Linked DNA regions of Hordeum vulgare: region 1 is linked to region 2. Evidence: chromatin contacts called from public Hi-C data. All regions are on one chromosome and are shown on one strand. The core of a region is the stretch at or near the end of the contact, and the rest is flanking DNA. Distances in the headings are between cores, read along the strand shown. Region 1 holds the start of LOC123439912 (heavy metal-associated isoprenylated plant protein 20-like). Region 2 has its middle 240 kb from the start of LOC123443739.

Evidence for each region. A called contact is a pair of places that touch in the nucleus more often than the background predicts.
Region 1: a contact with region 2 is called in a Hi-C map of leaf, with 6 times the contacts expected there. The contact joins the promoter of LOC123439912 here to the enhancer-like site in region 2. A contact is called at or near these places in 2 of 6 Hi-C or Micro-C datasets (leaf and seedling).

Annotation. Positions count from the first base shown.
Region 1 is chr3H:323,382,875-323,389,298 of MorexV3_pseudomolecules_assembly, reverse strand. LOC123439912 (heavy metal-associated isoprenylated plant protein 20-like) reads right to left here and starts at 2,086. Exons shown (of 3, transcript XM_045116534.1): 1 at 1,899-2,086; 2 at 1,644-1,719; 3 at 945-1,527. The coding sequence starts at 1,985. The coding sequence ends at 1,235.
Region 2 is chr3H:323,068,969-323,074,876 of MorexV3_pseudomolecules_assembly, reverse strand. No RefSeq gene overlaps it. Among protein-coding and RNA genes, the nearest start is that of LOC123443739, 240 kb to the right of the region's middle. Within about 2 kb of position 4,161, at least 2 of the 3 cell types and tissues checked have open chromatin away from gene starts, as enhancers often do. A contact at or near this core is called in leaf, where this site is marked.

The DNA of each region.
Region 1 (6,424 bases), core at 837-3,336, 320 kb before region 2:
TGACTCTGAGTTGTCTGTAATGATCATGTGCTAGGAGTTAATATTTTTATGTGCAACTTCACCGTAAAATAGTGTGAAAAACATTGGTAGGGATATACCTTCATGTTGCATATTACATATAAGTAGATGTTGACCCTACTATGAATAGTATCCATGAACAGAGAGTTGGAAGAGGATCGATAGGGATGAATGATGGAGGGCGGAGGGAGGGGAGAGGAGGAAGGAGTCCCAGTTCACCGGCGGTGGCGTCGCCGAATGACGAGACCTGCCCCGTCGCTCATGGATCCCAGATTCAGTAGGCACGGGACAACCTGACCTGTACCATAGGGGGCAAAGGGAGAGAGGAGGAAGGTAGGTATGTTGGAGGAGAAGGACCGGTGCTCCGACGCCGGAGCCGTCGGACCGTCGGCCGGCCACTGCCGAAGCCGTCGAACCACTGGCCGGCCACCAGCACGGGATGAGGGGGGCAGAAGGAAGAGGGAGGAAGGAGAACGGAGTGAGCCGTGGAAGCAGGGGTGGAAACGGAGGCTGTCGGCGCTAACGGCCGGCGGCCAAACCCTAGGCTTCTGAGTTGCACAGATCGAAGAGACGCGAGCGGTTGCCCATTTCCTCATGTGCTATGAGAAAAAGAAGAACGAAGGGGTATGCCTTGAGAGTGATATGATGGGTAAATACATTGCAGTTTGAAAGAGATAATTAAAAGCACCATACTGAAATTAGGATACAGGCTACGGGAAATGCACTAGAGAGAAGCTGTAATTTTTAGAGAAGCAACTTCTCTTTACTCTTTGGTTAGTTTTTAGCTTCCAAAAGCTAGACCTCGGCTTGAAAAGCCTAAGATTGACTAAATCATTATAAACTTTTTTTTAGTTAACGAAAACGTCCTTTTTTATTAAACACATCTCATTAAAACGTCTGAAATAAATTAAGAAAACATAGAAATATGATGGGTTAAGATATCACTGCCTTCCAAACCATTCAATCACAACATAACTCGTAATTTACTCGAAAAACGGCGTGCTTCACTATGCATATCAGACTTTCGCTCTTTGTATATTCGCTGTTCGCACACAAGCTCGTCTTCTTGGTATCGCTTTCTCCCGAGCTAGAAAACGTATATGTACATAGACACAGACACACAGTCTTTGTGATGTATGAAGACATATCAAGCATGTATTTTCGTTCGGCGGCCGGTTGGCTAGAGTAGAAAGAGGCGGTGATTAAGATCATCAGATCACATGACGGTGCAGGCGTTGACGTCCTCGTCGTTGAACATGTTCATGTAGTGGATCTCAGGCGCCGCGGGGTCGGCCATGGCCTGCGGTGCGCTGCGGACGAAGCCCGCCGGTGCCTTCTTGTCGTAGGCACCGCCGACGTAGGGGTAGGTGGCGAGCGTGTAGGGGACGTACGGCCACATCTCCGCCGCCTTCCCGGTGCTCTTCACCCGCTCCAGCACCTTGCGCGGCTCCACGTGCCCCGTCACCGTCACCTTGCTCATCTTGGGGTTCACGGCCACGCTCGTCACACCTGAGCCACACACAGTAATCGATGAACGCTCACTCAATCAAATTTATACCGAAGTTTTCTATCCCAAAAAGGTTAGTTAGCTAGATAGCACTAGTACTATTTGACGTATAGTATACCCCGAATCGATTTGACGGCGTTCTTGACTCTCCTCTCGCAGCCCTCGCAATCCATCTTCACCTTGATGTTCACCGTCTGTACACAAAAGGCCCCAGGTAACAAATCGCGTAGTATATATAGCAGCTCAACAACACGGCTAAAATCCTATAAATCACTTCACAAGATAACACTCCAGCTCCAGCTCCAGCTGAAACTGCTTCCAAGAAAGAAGTCAAGGAAGAATATTATATATATATGAATTCCACAAACCTCACCTGCTGTGGCCGCTTCTTCCTGAGCTTGAGGGATTCCTTTGTCTCCGTCATGCTGCACAAATCAGAGAGGTGATCCAAGGCGCCCATGATCTCACACAACTACAAGCGATCAAGCGTTGTTGTACTCGTCTGGTGTTTGGAGGGCGAGGCGAAGTGTTCTTTGGGCACAGAACCGTGGGCGAAGGAAAAGGGCCATATATATACACAGGGAGAAAGAAAAAAAAATGAAAGAAAAGGAGATGACGCGTCTTACCGTTTCGCTGGCTGGCTAATTCGGTATGGTAAGGATGTCCAAGTACTGTAGTACATCCTGATGCTTCTAGCTAAGAGGGTGCTTGGATCCAAGGGACTAAAACTAGTCTAACTAAAACTAGCCTCTTTAAGAGGCTAAAGTTCCAAGCACCCCTGACTAAAGAGAGACTAAAACTAGTCTTGAGGCTAAAATCTTTTAGTCAGGGATACCCATACTAAAATGTGCATTAGTCCTCTCTCTCCTCATTTAACTCCTCATGCAAGTTTCGGATTGGAGGGTTTGGAGGATAATAAATGCTCATTAACTTGATTTTAGTCTCTTTAGTACTTGGATCCAAGCATGGGTGAGACTAGCAAGTTTTAGTCTCATTACTTTTAGTCATGGGACTAAAACGTATCCAAGCACCCTCTAAGGCTAATCAGAGCGAGCCATGAAACCACTGAGCTTTCAGATTAAATGAGTGAGCTGGGCAAACATCCTGCTCAACGATGGACCAGTCCCTGCTTCACAGGCTAGCTATTTTCATGGCATGGTCGGTCGGTGCGCTGGATGATTTGCATACATAATTATTAGTAGTCTTTTCGGTTAGTCTATTGTTCGTTTGAAAACTGCATGTATTAAATTGATTACTCTGTCTCTGAGAACAAGCACTTTTCGCACTTCTTTACTTTAACCTGCCACTTAAGTGTGAAAACAATAGCACGATATCTTATATCTTAGGTAATCCTAATCAAGGCATCTTGATTTACTAGATTTAATTAAATCCTGACGCGTGTAGGATAGGATAGTTTCGTTTTTTGAGAAGGAGGTTAAAGCCGGCCTCTCCATCATGCAACCAACTTTATTAAATAATTATTTCATAAATGTCTCATACAAACATACATCAAACCATCCGAAGCCATCACTCACACCTACAAACTCGATAATATGGAGTGCTCTCACTCTTTATATCTAAAATTAATGTTGTCGGCAATCCATTCACATAACGTATCGGGACCAACAACCGGTGCAGCTGACCTAAAGCGCACACCACATGCACACATTAAAAGTCGTCATCATCATAGGCCCACCGACCCATCTTCATTAGAGAGATCCATATCATCCTTGCCGGTTCGAACATACGTCGATGCCATCACGGCACCTAACGGCGCCACCGCCCTGCGCTTATCCGTCCAGACGCGAAGATTCTAGAAGAATTGTCGTCCGTAGCACGTGCTGATACGTCCCAAACGTATCTATAATTTCTGCTTGTTCCATGATCTTTTGGGTGACATTGTTATATGTTTTGCTACAGTTTTATATCATTTTACACATATTTGGACTAACCTACTAACTCAGTGCACCCAGTGTCAGTTTTTGTCTGCTGATGTCTATTTTGCAGGGGCTTTTACCCAATTTTTCGAAGCCCGAAAAAATTCAAAAAAAATATATAAAAAATCAACGAAACAGAAGCTTCCGGATCACCGAAGATGGGCCAGAGGGAGGCCAGCGGCCTCCCAGGCGGCCTGCTGTCGCGGCCAGGCCCTAGGCCGCGCCAGGAGGTCGCATCGGTGGGTCCCACCTCCTCAGGTGCCCTCCTTTTGCCTATATTTAGAATCCCGAGAGGAAACCCTCGCAGACTTTCTGGAATCACGAATTTCACCATCGTTCCGCCGCCGCAGCGCTTCCGGGATCGAGAGCGTCAGGAGACCTCTTCCCGATACCCTGCCGTAGGGAGGATTGAACCCCGAGAGCTTCTCCACCGTCATGGGCGCTTCCCAAACGTGTTGTGAGTAGTCCTCCTTGGACCATGATCCATGATCAATAGCTATGTGATGTCTTCTCTCCAATCTTGTGCTTCAATTGTTAGTCCGTATGAGCTGCTCTACATGATCAAGGCATCTATGTAATTCTCTTGCTATTGCTATGCTCGGTTTGTTGGGATCCGATGGATTATGAGATTATGTTCAGATTGTTATGAGTTATATATTCGACTATCCTTTTATATTATGTTTCTTAGTGATTCATGCATGTTCTCCGTTGCTATTTATTGCTTTGGCTAAGTAGTAGATTGTAACTCCAAGACGGAGCATTATGCATGATTGTTGGTTCATGCCCCTCGATGTCTAGCTTGAGTGACATAAACATGAGACTAGGGGATATGCTTGTTGCCACCAGGGAGAAAACAACGGTGCTTGTGACCACAGTTGTAAGGATTTTTTACCATGCACATAGTTCGTTAATGAAGTTGTCCGTTGCTTTAAATTTACACGTTGGGTGGGGCTCACAACTTAATACCGGAGAGATGTTCTGGATAGATATCTCAAGGTGGATGATTAGTAAGTAGATGCTGATGAATAAACGGTCTACTTGTCTTGGCGTACTGCCCATTACTATTGAACCTCTAACTATCAAGTAGCATAATTAGCATTGCGGTGCGATCATAATTCTGTCAATTGCCCAACTATGATTTGTTTACCCAAGCATAGTTGTTTATCGTCTTTTGGGAGAGAGACATCACTAGTGAACGTCATGTGACTCCGGTCCATATCACCATCATTGTTTACACCTCCATCATTTACCGCTTCCATTTACTTTTCCGTTGCAATCACTATTACCTTCCCGCTTGTGTTTTGATCCTTTGCAAACTACAAGGCCGGAGAGATTGACAACCTCTCTGTACTCGTTGGGAGCAAAGTTATTTGTTGTGTGTGCAAGGTCACGTCTTCTGCTAGCGCCAGGGTGGCAGACACCTACTTGTTGAGCCTAGGAGTCCTCTTGGTTCGATAAACCTTACAGTCTCCGTGTAAGGGAAATCTGTTGGTGACTACATCTCCACATTCCACTTGGGGTAACCAATGAGGGGCGAGGAGTATATCCATCAACTCGTCATCAAGCAAAATTTCGGGCGCCGTTGCCGGGGACTCCAGTCTTCAAGATTGGGGAGTTGCACACTATCCTTTATCTTTGCTTTTTAGTCTTGTTAGTTTACTTTTTAGTTTTTGCTTTGGAGTCTTATACCAAAAACCACAAAAAATTAGTTGCTTTGTTCTTGCTTGTTGCTGCTGCTATGGGTTCCACTGAGAATACTAAGTTGTGTGACTTCACTAGTTAGGCTTATGGAAAACTTCACTCTTAGTTCGCTGCTTGGGGAAGGCCGCTTTACCACACCAGTGGTAGAGAAGTCTCCTCCACCTACTGAATGTATCCCATTCAAAATACCACTTGGGATAATTGAAATAATTAGGAATGATTGTTATGCAGGATATGGAATAGTCAATCCTAGTATTCATTTGTTGAAACTTACAGAACTTTGTGAGTTGTTCAAGATTTCAGGTTTGACAACAGATGGAGTCATGAGGAAATTATTTGCCTTGTCACTGAAACAAAAAGCATTGGAATGGTATAGGCTACTAGATGATTCTCACCTATGGGATTGGGAAGAGATTCAGTCTCTCTTTTACTCCAAGTTTTGTCCTCTTCATGAAGTCCATGTGGATCATGATTCTGCCATGTTTGCGTTTTCATTGTTTTGCAAACCCTAAGCTTGCTTTTTATTTGCAAATACTTTTGGCAATCATGAGAAGAAGTAGCTTTTCATGAAAATCTTTATTCCAGCAGGGAGTTTTCGAGTATGCGATGGGAGATGATGAAAGAAGATACAGGAGTGTCAAGCGCTCAAGCTTGGGGATGCCCCCATGCACCCCAAGAAATATTCAAAGGAGACTCAAGCGTCTAAGCTTGGGGATGCCCCCGTGCATCCCCTTCTCTATCAACAATCTTCAATTCATCCATCTTCATGCTATATTTTTATCACTTCATATGATATGTGCTATGCTTGGAGTGTCTCGCTCTTTACTTTTTAGTTTGTTTTAGTTTTGCTTTTTGTTCATAACAAGTCGGAACCTAGCCTACCTTGTTTGGTAGAGACACACACTCCATTCCACTCTAGAACACAACATAGGTTTTCGTGCTTATCTTTTATGTGTGTTTTCTATCTTTTCGTATCTACTGTCATGCTTAGCTCTTAGTTTTCATGCTTATCTTTTTAAGAGCTATTATTTAGGTTGCTTCTGGAACTCTCTTGAGTTATCATGCTTATCTTGTTTAGAGAGTTGGCTCATTGCATTGAGTTGTGTGTCTTGCATGAGTAGGTAATTGAGGTTGCTATTTAAGTATAGTAGTAACTTGCACTAGTTTTGAGGTATTGATTTGAGTAATGTTTGGACTATTGGTGCCAAGAGCTTGAGCCTATTAGTGATAGGTGTCGTATTTTGGGAAATCCGTGTGTTTG
Region 2 (5,908 bases), core at 2,912-5,411:
TAGCATAAGTTGTTGGTGCACATAGGTGAGCCTAGTTGTTTGAGGTTTTGTGCTTGACATATTAAACGTTAGTTTTATTCCGCATTTGTTCAAGCCTAAACCTTAATTATTTTAAAGCGCCTATTCACCCCCCCCCCTCTAGGCGACATCCACGTCCTTTTCATATGCGTGAGAATCGCCTCGAGGTTTGATTGCAAATCTTCTTTACATGTTCCTCACTTTCAAAGCATAACTTTGAAGATTTGTAAATGTATTGATCAGCATCGACAGGATATGAAATTGTATGGATAGATCAATAACGATCTTGGTATGTATATGTGTGTACCTGCATGTGGTCGTCGCAACGAGGCAGACCTTGTCGTTCATGGCGATGAGGAAGACCTTATCATCCATGGAAATGAGGCTGAAGCTATACTTACCTACCTTACAGATGCGGAACCGTGTAGAGAGGTGCATAAAGAGGCGAGAAAGATGAGCCAAACCATGATGTCCCTCTCATCTGTTTTACGAACGACTAATCTTCTTCAGCTATATGACCACCACAGATACAGGGATCCCTTTGAATCACAACGGTCCTCTTTGCTCTCCCTCATTCTCTCTTCCATTGCTGTCACAAGGGACACGGCGGACACGAGACAACCTCTTTATCCAGATTGGGCAGAGGTCAGGTTCAGAAAGAATAAATTAGTGGTGATTCAAGACTTACCTCTAGATCATCGGTGATGAATGAAGGCGTCCGATGGTGAAGTCCTGCTTCAGGAGGAGGAGCAGGCAGACCAAGGTGAGAGGGAGTGGAGGATTGACTTTCCATGTGGAGGAGTAGACTTGTGGGGACGAGCTTCTATCCCTGGGAGATACTGTGTTGTTTCTCCCACTGGAGTCCATCGTCGAGGAGGCAAGTAGATGTCGTCGTACTTCTTACCACCTCGCCATGTTGCCACCTTTTTCTGGGCCAAGATTCCAGTGCGAGAGAATAGAAAAGGAGAATAAATAGTTGAGGAAGGAGGGACCGACAAAGGGATCATGCGACGAACGAAGAGATAATCACTCCAGATTGGGTGGAGGTTGGGTTTGGAAAGCAAAACCAGAATCTGAATGGATCGGGAAGGAGATCGAGGTGGATCGGAAAAGAATCACTTCCTATCCGTTTATAACATGTCTAGTTAGGAAAGTTTTTATTGGGTGGGTGACAAAAAAAGTAAGATGAAATAAAACCACACGAAGGTGAGAGGCGAGGCAAAAAAAACATGGAACGAAGACTACCAACTCCTCTTTTAGAAAGAAAATTGAAGAAGGAAGGTTGAGATACATATTTTTCGATTAGTCAATATTTATTTTTCAAATTCATTTTTTTGTTTCCTTAAAATCCGTTATTTTGTTTCCTAAAGTAAATTGCATTGATGAGAGAGATTCGTTGATTTGGGTAAGTTAGGAAAGTTATATGTGTGATATTTTATATGTTAGGAAAGTGTTGGTTACAAGGAAAGCAAAATGAGAATCGGGAATGGTTCGGGAAGGAGATCGAGGTGGATCGGAAAAGAATCACTTCCTTCCCATTTGTATGTGTCTGGTTAATTTTTTTTTTTTATTCGATAGGTGGCAAAAATAAGCAAGACGAAATAAAATAAAATATAGGTGGGAGGTGAGGCATAAAAAATCATGGAAGGAAGGCTACCAACTCCCCTTTTAGGAAGAGATTTGAAGAAGGAAGTTTCAGATACGTATGTGTCGATTAGTCAATGTTTTTTTCCAAATTCATTGTTTGTTTCCTTAAAATACTTTATTTCATTTTCTAAAGTGAATTGCATTGATGACACAAAGTGGTTGATTTGGGTAAGTTGAAAAAGTAATATATGTGATATTTTATACGTTACAAAAATGTTGGTTACACGAAAAGAGTGAAGAGAAAAATAAGCCCGTGGGAGGGGGTAGTGAGAGAAGATGGTGGTAAGTGAGGGGAAAAACAAGACGGAAAAGAACAATATACCTCGAATGGAAGCTACCAACTCCTTTTTCAGAAGTAAAGATTTGGTGATGTACGGAAATATTAATAAATGTGATTGAGCCATTTATGGTAAGGTTAATTAATTCAGATTTGGTGTTTATAGATTTATTAGAAATTAATGTAATTTAGTTGTGTATGGAAATATTAATAAATGTGATTGAGCAACTTATGGTAAGGTTAATTAATTCAGATTTGGTCTTTAAATATTTATCAGAAATTAAATTTAATTAATTCTTCGACATAAATATGTTACTAAGTATATGATGATGGAAGGAAGGACCAAAAATCGGACTAAAAACAGAAGAAGGTGAGAGGGCAGACGAAAAACCCTGGAAAAGAAGCTACCAACTCCCTCTTTAGGAGTAGAGATTTGACTCTTAAATATCGCAGTCTGTGAGAATTGGGTGTTCTCAAATGAATTCATGAAAGGCCCTATATGATGTATATGATCCACCGCGCTTAAACCTTGCGGCAGCCCAGTATTGATCAAGGATTTATGTGAAACTAGTCTTACAAAAGGCTTGTAGTTTAAGGCATAGCCCACTATTCAAGGCGTGTACTAGTGTAGCATAAATTTTAAATTGAAGTTCAACTTAACACTCTCTATCAAGAACCGGTATATAAACAATGTTTTGGAACTAAGAGATGAGGTGTGGCAATGAGACTTTGTGAGGGTTGTTGGATTTTTTCTATTAGGCCTTTTGGCCCAAAGCCCATCTAAAATCTGAAATTCTCATGGCCCATATAAGTTGGGAGATAGCTACACCTTTTTATAAGGTGAGCTTTTCTAGCACTTGTAAGGGACTGGGAAGAGAAGAGGCCATCGCGCATTCCTCCTCCTCGCTTGCCTCACCACGACGCGTTGCGGGTTGCAGGGTTGAGCCGAGACGAGTTCATACCTAGCTTATTTTTCCCACTCAGGAATGGAGAGTCCTTAGCAGACGCGCCATGATCTGAGACATTGGTGTAACATCCCGGACACACCCGTCGGCGGTCGTTACTCCTGGCGGGATCTAGACTGACCCCACATATCAATACTAGTCTTTTCTGCGCACTTTGTCCTCACTAATGCGCATCCTGGATCAATTTCTCGGTCTGTCACCCAACCTAGAACTACTCCAAGCTAAGCATGCTTAACCTGGGAGTTCTGCTCGAATGGACTCCCGGAAAAGAAGGAAGTTTTTATTGATATGAGTAATCTATCATCCCTAATAAGCGAGGCTATCACAATTGGATAGTGGGCTGAAACCGACTCAGACGTGGGTCGAGTCCACATCTCTCGACACCTCTGCGCGTGCGCGCGCCCACACACACACACACACACACGCACGCACGCACACACACACACACACATATATATATATATATATATATATATATATATAGACACACACACACATGAGGTCCCTCCCAACCCTAGCCAACGATGCAATATATGGTTTCGCACCATTCCAGATCATTGCGCCGCCATCCGAGACTTCTCTATCCCTCCTTCCGGCGTGAACCGTGAGAAGGGACAGCAAGCCTCCTGAACCCCGCCTCTCGTGATTCTGTACGGGGAAGGGGCGATGATGTTTTACAACTGCTGGTAGCGACGATTTCCTCAATGACACTTCTTCCCAATCTCGGCAACCTCTTCCTCAACGACATGGACGACAACATCAACACCGGTTGTTCGACTCCCGCTGCACCGTATGCAATTATGTCCCCTCTTCTTGAGATCGTCCTAAACTTTTTATTTCTAGTCTCTGCTATAGACTTTTCATATATTCGTCTATTATGCTAATTCGCATAATTAATTTAATCTTTGTGTCTATCGTCATGATTTATTTACTGCTTGTTCGGATTAAATCTCATAGTAATTTGTTTATATATTCAATATTAACAAAAACTCATGTTGTCGGAAAAAAGAATTACTGATTAGGGTGCACTGACAAGTTTGTAGTAAATCTCGTTATTATCAGGAACACAGCGGGACGGTTTGCTGCAATGTCCCGCCCATTCCTTCCAATTATTTTCCATCGACCACTACTCCACCAGAAGCTTCCACCTATGCAACAAGAAGGAAAACGTCACGCTGCGCCTGGAGCTGGCCACGCTGCCGCTACGCGATACAACCTTGACTGACACGTTTGATTGATCACGAGAAAAGTACGTGGGTCTGACGTGCCGTGTGGCACGTTAGGATAGGACAGTCCATGCCGTTTCGTTTGAATCTGGCACCGCCCGTTCCTTTCAGTAGCATCGCCCGTTTCTTTCAGTAGTTCTTTTTTTCCTTTTTGATGTGTATCGTTGCTTTCGGTACTTACGGCGATTTGACCTCTCCGTCGAGCGCCATACTCCAATAATGCGGGCAGTGGCGGAGACTGAAATAATTTTTAGATGTGGGCGTGTGGCAGAGCTAAGAAGGAAAACAATCAATATATAATATAACTATATATGTGCCGTTCATGCTCGCTGCCTAGCATATAAAGCTACATTTTGAAATTTAAGTGCAAATTTAAAATTGCTGCCGGAACCATCAAACAAGTGTGTTAGTGTTGATCTCTTTCTAGAAAGGTTATAAAATAACAGTATATAATAGAAAAACTATTTTTTAATTAATAACTAAACAAGGTATATTACGTCAGAAAAACTAAAACATACACGAACGAGGGATCCCAAAAAATAAAATATATATGAAGGAGGGATCCCGACGGCGAATTGATATAAGCTAATATCTATATTTTGAGTACATATAAGTTAATAATTCGAATAATCATTATTCATTCGTAAATTAATTTTTTAGTGATCAACAATTTATAATTAGTACAACTAGCAAAATGGCCCGTGCATTGCCACGAAAAAAACATAATCTTCAATGATGGTGACCATATTATGTTCACATATCATCGCTTGATTTTGAAATTTTATGCACAAACGCAAGAAAATGTTTCTTCTGTTAAATTTATTCACAAGTTGAAGCAATCTTTACATTTTCAAAAAATATATATCATGGTTGTCAAAATTCTTGGTAACTTAAAGATTTATTATGAATTTCAATAAAAAAAATTGAAAATATACAGTAATAATTCGATCCATCCAACAGTTAATTCTTCAAAATTCACATAGTTATATTGTCACAAAGACTTAGAAGCATTAATATTTAACTACACACATTAGATCTTTCATGAACAATTTTACAAATATGGGAACAATTTTAAAATCGAGAACATTTTTTACTATTTACAAACATTTACAAAAATCGTGAATATTTTTTATATTTTGAACGGGTTTAAGGCGAACATAATTTTTTATGTTGGAGGATTTTATTTTAAATTCACAAACATTTTTTGAAACGCATGAAGTTTTTCTAAATAAACAAACATTTTTATAAATCAGTAATATATTTATTAAATACATGAACATTGTTATAAATCAGTAATATATTTATTAAGTTCATGGACATTATGTTTTCGTCAGCATTTTATTTTCAAAATTCCTATTTTTTAATATGGAAAAGTTTATGTAATTATAAATTATTTAAATTAGAAATAAACAAAAATGGAATGGAAAATTTTAAATAAAAAATAAACTATCAAAATAGGCATTAGCTATTTTTAAAATTTTAGGACATTTCTTCAATGCATTAACATATTTTCAATTAGAATACATGGAACTGTATTTGAAATCATGGACTTTTCTTATTGTACAAATATTTTTCTAAAATTGCAACATTTTATTGTATAATATGCGAGCATTTTATACAAAACTCCGGGCAGTTTTTCAAGTCACAAACATTTTATTTTTTAAATATGCTGATTTATAATTTTCAGTTTATTAATTTTAAAGATTATTTGAAGTTCTAAATTATTTAAAATAAAAAAATAAAACAGAACTGAAAATAAATAAATAAGAAACTAA